Linked DNA regions of Sus scrofa: all the other regions are linked to region 3. Evidence: chromatin contacts called from public HiChIP or PLAC-seq data. All regions are on one chromosome and are shown on one strand. Each heading gives the region's core, a stretch centred on a gene start, on an enhancer-like site or on the middle of the called end of the contact. The rest is flanking DNA. Distances are from core to core; before and after follow the strand shown.

Evidence for each region. HiChIP or PLAC-seq counts read pairs in DNA pulled down with a chosen protein or histone mark.
Region 1: an H3K27ac HiChIP or PLAC-seq map of alveolar macrophages shows a contact between it and region 3. The contact joins two enhancer-like sites. A contact is called at or near these places in 1 of 47 Hi-C or Micro-C datasets (embryonic fibroblasts) and 1 of 2 datasets of contacts at active chromatin or transcription factors (alveolar macrophages).
Region 2: an H3K27ac HiChIP or PLAC-seq map of alveolar macrophages shows a contact between it and region 3. The contact joins two enhancer-like sites. A contact is called at or near these places in 2 of 47 Hi-C or Micro-C datasets (embryonic fibroblasts and liver) and 1 of 2 datasets of contacts at active chromatin or transcription factors (alveolar macrophages).

The regions. Positions count from the first base shown.
Region 1 is chr6:158,023,767-158,027,293 of Sscrofa11.1, reverse strand. The region is part of intron 4 of SSBP3 (single-stranded DNA-binding protein 3); the gene reads right to left. Among named protein-coding and RNA genes, the nearest start is that of SSBP3, 110 kb to the right of the region's middle. Within about 2 kb of position 2,068, at least 24 of the 83 cell types and tissues checked have an H3K27ac peak or open chromatin away from gene starts, as enhancers often do. A contact at or near this core is called in alveolar macrophages, where this site is marked.
Region 2 is chr6:158,087,829-158,091,123 of Sscrofa11.1, reverse strand. No RefSeq gene overlaps it. Among named protein-coding and RNA genes, the nearest start is that of MRPL37, 54 kb to the left of the region's middle. Within about 2 kb of position 1,758, at least 39 of the 83 cell types and tissues checked have an H3K27ac peak or open chromatin away from gene starts, as enhancers often do. A contact at or near this core is called in alveolar macrophages, where this site is marked.
Region 3 is chr6:158,240,345-158,243,807 of Sscrofa11.1, reverse strand. The region is part of intron 3 of TCEANC2 (transcription elongation factor A N-terminal and central domain-containing protein 2); the gene reads left to right. Among named protein-coding and RNA genes, the nearest start is that of TCEANC2, 20 kb to the left of the region's middle. Within about 2 kb of position 2,172, at least 5 of the 83 cell types and tissues checked have an H3K27ac peak or open chromatin away from gene starts, as enhancers often do. A contact at or near this core is called in alveolar macrophages, where this site is marked.

The DNA.
Region 1 (3,527 bases), core at 819-3,318, 220 kb after region 3:
TCCAGCTAGGAACCATGAAGTTGTGGGTTCGATCCCTGGCCTTGCTCAGTGGGTTAAGGATCCTGCGTTGCTATGAACTGTGGTGTAGGTTGCAGATGTGGCTTGGATCTGGTGTTGCTGTGGCTGTGGTGTAGGTCAGTGGCTGTAGCTCCGATTAGTCCCCTAGCCTGGGAACCTCCACATGCCAAGGGTGCAACCCTAAAAAAAGCAAAAAAGGTTCTGGCCAAATCAAGCAGCTCTGCAGTGCTTAACTCTGTGTCCTAAAGTATGACAGTTATTGGTATTCTTTGATCGTGAAGTGAACATGTGCTTGTAATGGAAAACGTTCAAAAAAGGAGAAAATGCAAGTAGCTACCAGTGTCATAGGGCAACATAAAAGGGTTAAGAACTAACTCTTGCACCAAGGGACCTCATCCCACATCTATCAACACAACCCCGCCCTCACCCCACACCTCAACAACACAATGTGAGGCATACAGCAGGTATTCCATAAATGATTATACTTTTTATTATTCAAAGACCTGCTCCAACCTGGCCATGTGGAAGCGGGCCTTTCTGGATTGCTAGGAATGGGCCTCTCCCTGCGGTTTCCAACTCTGAGTTAGAGCTCCATTAAGACACTCAGCAAAGCGTCTCCTGTGAGTTTTCTCTAAAAACACAAAACCCAAACGGAAAACCCCTGACATTCACTGAGGCCTGTGCCACGCCGGGGCTGTGGCAGGAGCAGGGGATGGAGCCCCCCCCACTGGAGCAGGAGCGGAAAGAGGGCTGGTCTCAGAAGCCAGAGACCGCGTGCATGGGCTCGGTCCGGCTGGGAGGGAGCCAGAGGGCAAGTCTCTTGTTGCTCTGGGCCTCAGCTTCCCCACGTGTCCAGGGGTGGGGTGAGAGAGGACCTCTAGGGCTCCTCCCCCACGCTCCTCTCCGCGACCCAGGCCTACACCCAGGGGGCTGGGGCTGGAAAGAGCAGCTCCTGCAGAAACAGGAATTGTAACTCTTCCCCGTTCACCACAGAACACTTAGGGGTCAAAACTCAATCCAACGCCTTGGAACACTCGGCCGCACGACCCGGTTCAGAGGTCAAAGACCATCCAGAAACCCATTTGTTCTCAGAGCCTGCGGGTGACATCTGGGCTCCCCGCCCCCTGCCCCCACCCCTGAGCCCCCCTCACCAACATGTTTCTGTATATGCACACACGCGGACATGCATTAAAAAAGCAGAATCGAATTGGGCACGCGGTTGGGTAACTCATGCTTTTTTTTCTTTTCTTTTTTTTTTTTTTTTTTAAACTAATGAAAATTCTTCTGTAAATAGAAAACAGGCCTTGCACAGGGCGGGCGGTGTGGCCCACTCTAAGCTGCAGCCGCCTCCTCCAAGCCTCCGGCTTATCATTCACTTGGAAAGCCTGAAGTGCCTTCAGACATCTGCCTGAAGCTGTGAAGGTTCCCCTCCCTGCAAAGCATTTTATTTTTTTGTTCGCGGCCAGGGAGACTTCCAAGCAGGGCTCATCCCACAACTTCCTCTCTGAAGAGTAGGGTTTCTTTACGAGTCCAGGGTGTCTGCACCACCGCCGGGGCAGCAGCCCCTCAGCCTTGTTGGTCTGTTCCGGACACATGCCAGCTGGTTTCACACGTGCCCCTCCACCGCCAGGCCTCCCTTGCCATCCAAACCTGGCTGCCAACTTCCCTGCCCCAGAATAAAGCACATGCACCTCCACTGCCTGCCCCTCCCATGGAGAAGCTGGATTTGAACCTGGATTTGGCCGTGGGATCTGAGCAGCCCGGAGGAACCTGTGCTATTAGGGAATCTTAATTTCCTGCTCCAGGCAGTGGGGAACAGCTCCAAGCAGAAGGGTGGCCCAGGACTTCTGAGAGGCCCACCTGACCCTACGTTACCCTGTGCCAGGCATCCCAACGCATCACTGACAAAGCCACCGCACCCCCCAGAGTATCCACAGCGCCACAAACAGCAGACCCAGCGAGTCCTGGATGCAGTGCTGGGCCCTGTCCTCGCTCTGCAGCAAGGACTCCCCTGTGGCTCCAGGAACTGCGGGGTCAGTCCAGAGGCACCAAGAGACAAGCTCCCAGGGGCCTCCCACCTCGTATCTTGCATTAACTTGTGAGAGGTGACCAGCGTTCAGGCTCCCTTCAGCAAGTGGGGCCCTAGGGGATGTCCCTGATGTTACCTGCGAGCCCCACCCCAAGACCCCCCAGGCAGCTTCCCTCACAGACCAGCATGGGATCCCCCACCTATTTTTCCTCTCTTTTAAAAACAGTTCTATACACATGAAGCTCCTGGAAGCCTGAATAAAAACAAATGCTCAGGGAGAAGGGCGGGACTGCTGCCAGGTTGGCCAAGCTCTCCTGACTGATTTACAAGGCTGCAAAGGGGAACTTTGTCCTGCACGTCCCGTCCCTCCTGGCCCCACCTCAACGCTCAGGCGTGTAGCAGCACGGGGCCCGCATGTGACACCGCCAAGTGCAGCTTTCCTTGACTGAAATGCAATACGGGCCACGCAGCGAGCACCCAGGACACCAGGGGCACACGGCCCCGTGGCTGTGTGCCCTCAGCTGGGCGGTGCAGGACACCGGCAGGGGCAGGGGAAAGGGGGGTGGCACTCCTGCATGGAGAGACAAAGGCCTGTGGGGGATGCTCTCGTCCCAGGGAGAGGGGTTGTTTGCATGGGTATCATCAAGACAGAGCCTTCGTCACTCCGTGCAAAATATCGGAGTGACCTGGCGCCCTCTGGGCCAAGTCTCCTAGAAGGAATTTTAGCAGCATCAACAAACCAAAGATGTAGCTGAGGGCACACAGAGAATCTCATCACCCAGACAGAGGCCAAGGCAGAGAGGAGTGAGGTCAAAAGAGGAGAAGGGACAGGAAGAGACCTCTTGGTTTTATGTACAGACCACAGAAGAGAATCCGTTTGGACAACAGAGGCGCTCATTCTGCAGCTTGGACAAAACAGAGCCGTGGCAACTTGAAGAGACAGAACCAGCTGGTGTTAAAAATAGGTTCAGATGACACACGGGAGTGAGTGACACAGGATCCCTGCCTCCAAATAGCCAGCTGCCGTCACGTGCGAGGAGTGGACGTGCTCTCCCGTGGCTGAGGGACGGTCCGGGGTCCAGCGATGGATGCTCTGAGCTCCTGAAAGCTTCTCCAGATCTGAGCGTCAGACGGACACGCCTCAGGAGGCGGTGAGCCACGTCCCCTCGGGTCGCTCACGGTGGGGCCAGGGCACGGGCGAGCGTGCTCCAGATCAGAGCACGTGGGTCTCACCTCCGCTCAGCCACAATAAAGCCATGCGGACTGCCTCAGCCTCCCCTCTTTATTAGGAGAGAAAAGAGCTCTGGCCTGAGGGTCCCAGGATCAGGGTTTCAGCCTGGGCTGCAAACTACCTGCGACTTCCTGCCCCGGGGCCTCGGCTCAGTCCAAGTAAGGTGGCTGAGGTCCTGTTGCGATGGTGAACCGAGCAGGTGACACACTGAACTCCCAGCCAAGCAAGCTGAGCGCGGGCCACAGGGAG
Region 2 (3,295 bases), core at 509-3,008, 150 kb after region 3:
AGCAGGGGCGAGATGCCGAGCCTTTCTAGGAATACCAATGACCTGTCACCAGTGGCCGATGACACTGCTCCCAATGCAGGAGAGACCTTGGGTGAGGTGGCTTTTTGGGCTGAGGGCAATTCCCAAGGGACTTTGCTGCACGCAGTCAATGGGGATACTTCCTGCTGTAGGAGGATGGCTCTGAAGAGAGGTGCTGGAGCCCACGTCACCTCCGTAAATGACAGTGCTGCCTCCCAAGTTGTGCTCCCTCCAATTTACAAGGCAGGTTTTAGGCTGGGTGGGGGCAGCAGGACGGGTTACCAGGAAGAGGAGGGCTGGGGCTGCTGGTGGTGTGTGTGGAAGGTTTATTGGGGCAGGTGGTGGGCGTGTGAAAGCAGGGAGGCCCAGAGGGACCTGGTGCTTTGGGGAGTGGTTGGAAATGGGGGTGCAGTAGGGTTGGGATGAGGCTGGAAAGGCCAGCTCTCAAGGGGCCTTGAAAGCCAGGCAATTAAGGCTTCCCACTATATATATAAGCTGTCACCCTACCCAAGGCAGCCCCAGTCTTTTACCCTAAAGGTAGCTACAACCTAGAACTTTTTTTTTTTTTTTTTTTGGTCTTTTTGCTATTTCTTGGGCCGCTCCCGTGGCATATGGAGTTTCCCAGGCTAGGGGTCTAATCGGAGCTGTAGCTGCCAGCCTATGCCAGAGCCACAGCAACTCGGGATCCGAGCCGCGTCTGCAACCTACACCACAGCTCATGGCAACGCCAGATCGTTAACCCGCTGAGCAAGGGCAGGGATCGAACCTGAAACCTCATGGTTCCTAGTCGGATTCGTTAACCACTGCACCACGACGGGAACTCCCAACGTAGAGCTTTTGTTTGTGTTTTTAGGGCCACACCCTCGGCACATGGAAGTAGCCAGGCTAGGAGTCAATTCGGAGCTGCAGCTGCCAGCCTATACCACAGCCACAGCAACGCCAGATCTGAGCTATGTCTGCGACCTACACCACAGCTCACGGCAATGCTGGATCGATCCTTAACCCACTGAGCGAGGCCATGGATCAAACAGGCATCCTCATGGATATGAGTTGGGTTTGTTACCACTGAGCCACAGTGGGAACTCCTAGAGTTTCTTACATCGCACTGTTAAAATGATAATCAGGATGCATGTATGTACATCACTTGGCGTCACCCTATTTATAGACTCTTGTACACCTGCCTTTCTTCACCTAATACCTTGGGATCACAGGATCTTGCCTGGTCAGCACATTTGAGCTACGCTGTCCTTTTGAGCAGCCGCATTAATATCTACCGATGGCCATTTGGGTTCTTTCTAGTCGTTAGCTATTACAAATAATGCTGCAGCGAGCGTCTTGTTCACGTATCTTAGAGGACTTCTGCCAGCACAGCCATTGGATAAATTCCTAGCAGAGTTGCTGAGTCAGAGGGCTCTTTTTAAGAACACTTATGGGCGTGTGGAGGACGAGTTGGCAGGGCCACTGTACAGAGTCCAGCTGGAGGCCATGGCAGTAATTCTTGGGTGAGTGATGGTGGTGGCTTGGAGCCAGGCTGAGGGGGCAGAAGCCCCCAGAGGCGCGGCGGGAGAGCGGAGAGAGGGGAAGCGAGCCCGAGTTGAGCCTGTGGGTCGGAGGCTGTGAGGAAACGGCCGTCAGTGATGACCTTGCAGCTTGAGGCCTGGCCTGCAAAGAGGCCAGTATTGCAGGGCAGGCCTTGGCCCTCGTCCCAGAACCTGGAGTGAGGACAACCCTCGTGGCTGGCCTTGGCCTGTCCCCCTGGGCCGTGGAGCTGAGCTGTGGAGCTTGGCACCCGCTCTTCTCTCTTTAAGTGCTTTGCAGCTGGTCTGTCTGCAAGTTGAGGCTGGCAGAACTGGTGTTTCTTGCCCCCCCTCTTTTTTTTTTGCTTTTTAGGGCTGCACCCTCAGCATATGGAGGTTCTCGGGCTGGAGTCTAATCCGAGCTGCAGCCACCGGCCTACGCCAGAGTCATGTCAATGCAGGATCCGAGCCGCATCTGAGACCTACACACCGAAGCTCACCGCAATGCTGAGTCCTTAACCCACTGAGCAAGGCCAGGAATCAAACCCACATCCTCATAGATGCTAGTCAGGTTTGTAACCTGCTGAGCCACGATAGGAACTCCAGGACTGGTGTTTCTGTGCTCCCCGTGCAGGTGAGGAGCCTGAGGCCCAGACCTCATGGGGTAGTGTGAAGAGCGGGGAAGGTCGCATGTGATGACAGCTGCCCCCTCCACTTCCCCAAATCCCCAAATCCCACCTGCCTCATCCTCACCACCCTCTTACCTCCCTTTCTTCTAAACTCAGGGAGGGAGGAAATAGGGGATGATGTTAAGGCGTTATTTGGCCTCAGGAACAGACTACCGAGCACCCACCTAGTTAGAGTGAGTCTGGGGGAAGGAAGCAGGACTGTGAGAGGAGGGGGTACACTGGTCTAAAAATTGTACCAGAGGAACTCAGATTGTTGCCACACCTGCGCCTGTGGATGTTCCCAGGTCAGGGATCGAACCTGAGCTACAGTTGCAGGCTGCACCACAGCTGCAGCAATGCCAGGTCCTTAACCCATGCCACCACGTGGGAACTTCCTAGGGACTTGGATTTTTAAGCAACATGCATTTGGAACCAATGTTTTGACACTGGCTTTGAGCACATGTGAACACTCTCTCATTTTGTCTTTGTCTTGGAGTTCTGGCTGTGGCGCAGCAAAATTGGCGGGATTTTGGGGGCACTAGCACTAGGACACGGGTTTGATCTCCAGCCTGACACAGTGGGTTAAAGTCCTGTGTTGCTGCGGCTGTGGCTTAGATTGCACCTGTGGCTCAGATCTGATCCCTGGCCCAGGAACTCCATGTGCTACGGGGCAGCCAAAAAGGGGGAAAATGTCCTTTTCAATTTTTTAATTTTTTTAAATCTGCACCTGTGGCATATGGAAGTTCTAGGGCAAGGGGTCAAATCAGAGCTGTAGCTGCCAGCCTACACCAGAGCCACACGGGATCTGAGCCGCATCTGTAACCTATACCACAGCTTCTTCACAGCAATACCAGATCCTTAGCCCACTGAGCGGGGCCAGGGATCGAACCCGTGTCCTCACGGATGCTAGTCGGGTTCGTTTCCACCGAGCCACGATGCGGACGCCAGGTGTCTTGTTGATCCATTAGAAAGTTCTCAGATCATTCCCAGCAGGTGTCAGAGGACCGGAGCAACACCATTTCTAAGAGTCCCCTGGTGCAGTTTCCACTCAGATGCTGGGTCTCCTCATGTGCAAAGTGGGGATAAAGCCCC
Region 3 (3,463 bases), core at 923-3,422:
TTTGGGTGCTTCTGGCTCATGGTCTCTTAAGAGGTTATAGTCAAGCTGTTGGCTTGGGCTCTAGTCATCTGAAAGCTTAGCCAGGGCTTGGAGATCTGCTCATAATGGCTCATTTGTGAAATTGCTGGTAGGAGGTCTCAGTTTCTTATCACCTGGGCCTCTCCCTTGGGCTGCTCAGGACGGGTTGGCTGACTTTCCCCAGAATAAGTGATCCAAGAGAACAACCAAGATGGAAGCCATAGTGTCTTCTTTACCACCTAATCTTGAAAGTGACATACTCTCACTTCTGTTATGTTCTATTGATCACGCAGACCAACCTGGGTACCGTCTGGGAGACAACTGCACACAGGTTATGAATACCAAGAGGTGAGGCTCAGTGCGGGCTGTCTTGTAGCCTGGCTATCGCACATGTATTTCTTTTTTTTTTAACCTAGATATATTCTACCTTCTGGAACTGCAGATATATGTTCATTTACAGAAGTTTTACAACCATTATCTCTTCAAAAGCACACCTCTCTTTCATTCTCTCTAGTCATTTGTTCTGGGATTCTATAATTAAAAGTATGCTAGACCTTTTATTTTAGCTTGAATGTCCTCTTGTCTCACATAGAATTCTGAGCAATTTCTTTAGGTATATGTCTTCCAAGTCACTGATTCTCTTTTCAGTTGACTCTAATTTGTTATTTCACCCATTCATTGAGTTCTTTCAAAAACTATTTTTTATTTTTACAAATTTTCTTTTACCCCGAAAATCTGTTTCTTTTAAATGTTATTTGTATATACTTGTGATTGTGCCTTTTATTTCTTTTAGCATTTAATGTATAGTTCTTCTGTATTCTTCTGACTGTTCTAGTAATTGAAATCCTTGGGATTTAAACCCGTTGTTATTGTTTCTGCTGACTCTCTTGGTGCTTGCCTTCCCATGTGCTTCTTGATTTGTAATTGTGAGCTCGTTATTTTCTTCCGATCTGTGGGAATTCTGTGGGGCTAAATCGGAAAACCTTCCCTGGTGAAGGGATTAGCTTCTTTTTTTGTTTGTGCCAGTAGTCAAGGATGACTTAGGACCTGAAATGCGTTAGCACAGCTCTCAAGGATCCTAACTCAGGATCAGAGTCCCAGAATTAGCTCTCCCACCTCACCACTGGCCCTAAGCTAAGTATTTCAGTAGTGTTGCTGTTAACATCCACCCTTAGGTTAACCCCACCCCTTTAGCCTCCACTTACTGTTTTTTGAAGTGGTTTTTATCCAGAATCTGGTTGTGTGGCAGTGACAGGGTAGCTTTAGTCCACTGTAAAGCCTCGGACCCTAGAGAGAATAAGTGGTGGTTATTGAAGGATCTTTGAATGGAGGAGTGACATATTCAGCTCTGCAGTTTAGAAAACTCTGTCTGCCACGTGGGAAAAGTGTTGGAGAAAAACACACCTAGAGGCAGGAAGCCCCTTTGAGAAGCTACTGCAATATCTGGATGAGAAATGAGGATGGCCTGGATGGGGTAGTCGTCAGGAGGGTGGAGAAATGTGGTTGGAATCAAGAGTCGTAAATACAGTAAAACCCAAAGGACCTGAAGGTGGATTGGATGTTGGGAATGAAGATAAGAGAGTAAAGGCTGAGGCCCAGATTTCTGGTCTAGGCAGCAAGGCGGATGGCAGCACCTTTCATTAAGATAGGAAGCAGGTTGCGGGGGGATAATAAGTTCAGTTTTAGACTTAACTGTGTTTGGCAAACTGTGGGGGATCCAAGAGGAAGTGTCCAGCAGGATGTTGGCTGTACGAGGCTAACGCTAAGGAGGAACGGAACGGAGCAAATAGATACCTGAGGGTCAGCAGCGTGTAGTCAGACCTGAGGCAGTAGCCTGGGAAGAGTACGTACGAAAGTGAGGAGCCGAGCCCCAATCCTGAAGCACACCCGTGTGCAAGAGACTTGTAGGAGACGGGGGTGTGACCAGGAACAGGAGAGAGCCTGTCATGGAGTGGGAAGGAGTGCTTCTGAGGAGGGGATTGGTCAGCAGTGTCTATTGTTGTCAAAGGGCCAAATAAGCTAATTCTAAAAATTGCACATTGGATTTTGCAAAGTAAGGCCAAATGATGATGATTTTGGTAAGGACTGTTTCAAAGGCAGGGTTAAGGGCAGAAGCTTGAAGAGTGAGCAGGAGGTAAGGAAATGAAACCGAAAATAGTCAACTCTTTTTCAAGAAGTTTGGTGTTGAAAGGAAAGAGAGAGGCAGCAGTATCAGAAAGGGCATGTGGGATTGAAGAAAGTTCTGATTTTTAAAATAGGAGAGAATCTAACCTATTGAGTGACAGGTTCATAGGGAGACCTTTGCAGGGAGAATGGACCAGACTTTGCAGGGATCGACCGTAGAGATGAGATGCCTCTTATTTTGTTGCCACTCATTCCCTCCTGACTGGCTCTTTCTGCCTTCAGATGCACTTAAATCTTCCCCTTTAACTCTCTGCTTTTTTTTTTTTTTTTTTTAGACGCCTTGTTTGTCTTCTTTCTTTTATAGCCAAATTCCTTGAAAAACTATTAATAATCACAACTCCCATTTCTGCCCCTCCCACTCCTTCATTAAATTATTTCCATGTTGGAGTTCCCGTCATGGCGCAGTGGTTAAGGAATCCGACTAGGAACTAGAAGGTTGCGGGTTCGATCCCTGCCCTTGCTCAGTGGGTTAACGATCCGGCGTTGCCGTGAGCTGTGGTGTAGGTCGCAGACGCGGCTCGGATCCTGCGTTGCTGTGGCTCTGGCGTAGGCCGGTGGCTACAGCTCCGATTCGACCCCTAGCCTGGGAACCTCCATATGCCGTGAGAGCGGCCCAAGAAATGGTAAAAAGACCAAAAAAAAAAAAAAAAAAAAAATTATTTTCATGTTGGCTTCTCCCACAACCACCATTCTCTCTCAGGACACAATTATTTCCTTCTATCCAAATCCAATAGCCTTGTCTAGTTCTCATCTTCCCAGAACCATGAATTTGAAACCATTGATTGCTCCCTTTTCTGTTGACATAAATGACACAGAACTTGTTGCCAATTCTTTATCTATTTTTTAAATGTTTATTTCCTTCAAGCCCTTATCTGAGTTTGTAATTACTTATTTAATTATTTACTTAGTTGTTTTTTCTTTGCTATACAGCAACTCTCTGCCAGCAGGACCATGCAATGTATTTTACTCATCAATGCGCTTTAAGCATTAGTGTGGCATATGGCAGAAGCTTATGATATGAATGAAATCAAATGAATGAAAATGATAATTTCAAGCAAAATTTTCTCCATGGCCCTTTCTAGCATTCTCTGTTCCTATTTCTTGCCTGTCTCTGTTTCTTCTTTGTGCCCTGATTTCTTACAGGGGGTACTTTTCCATAAACCTCAGACCTCAGTCTTTGGTTGCTGCTTTAGAGCACTTAGCCAGAGAGGCTGTCCAGTTCTCGAGCTTAACTGAGGCGTTAATTCAGACAACTCTTGGG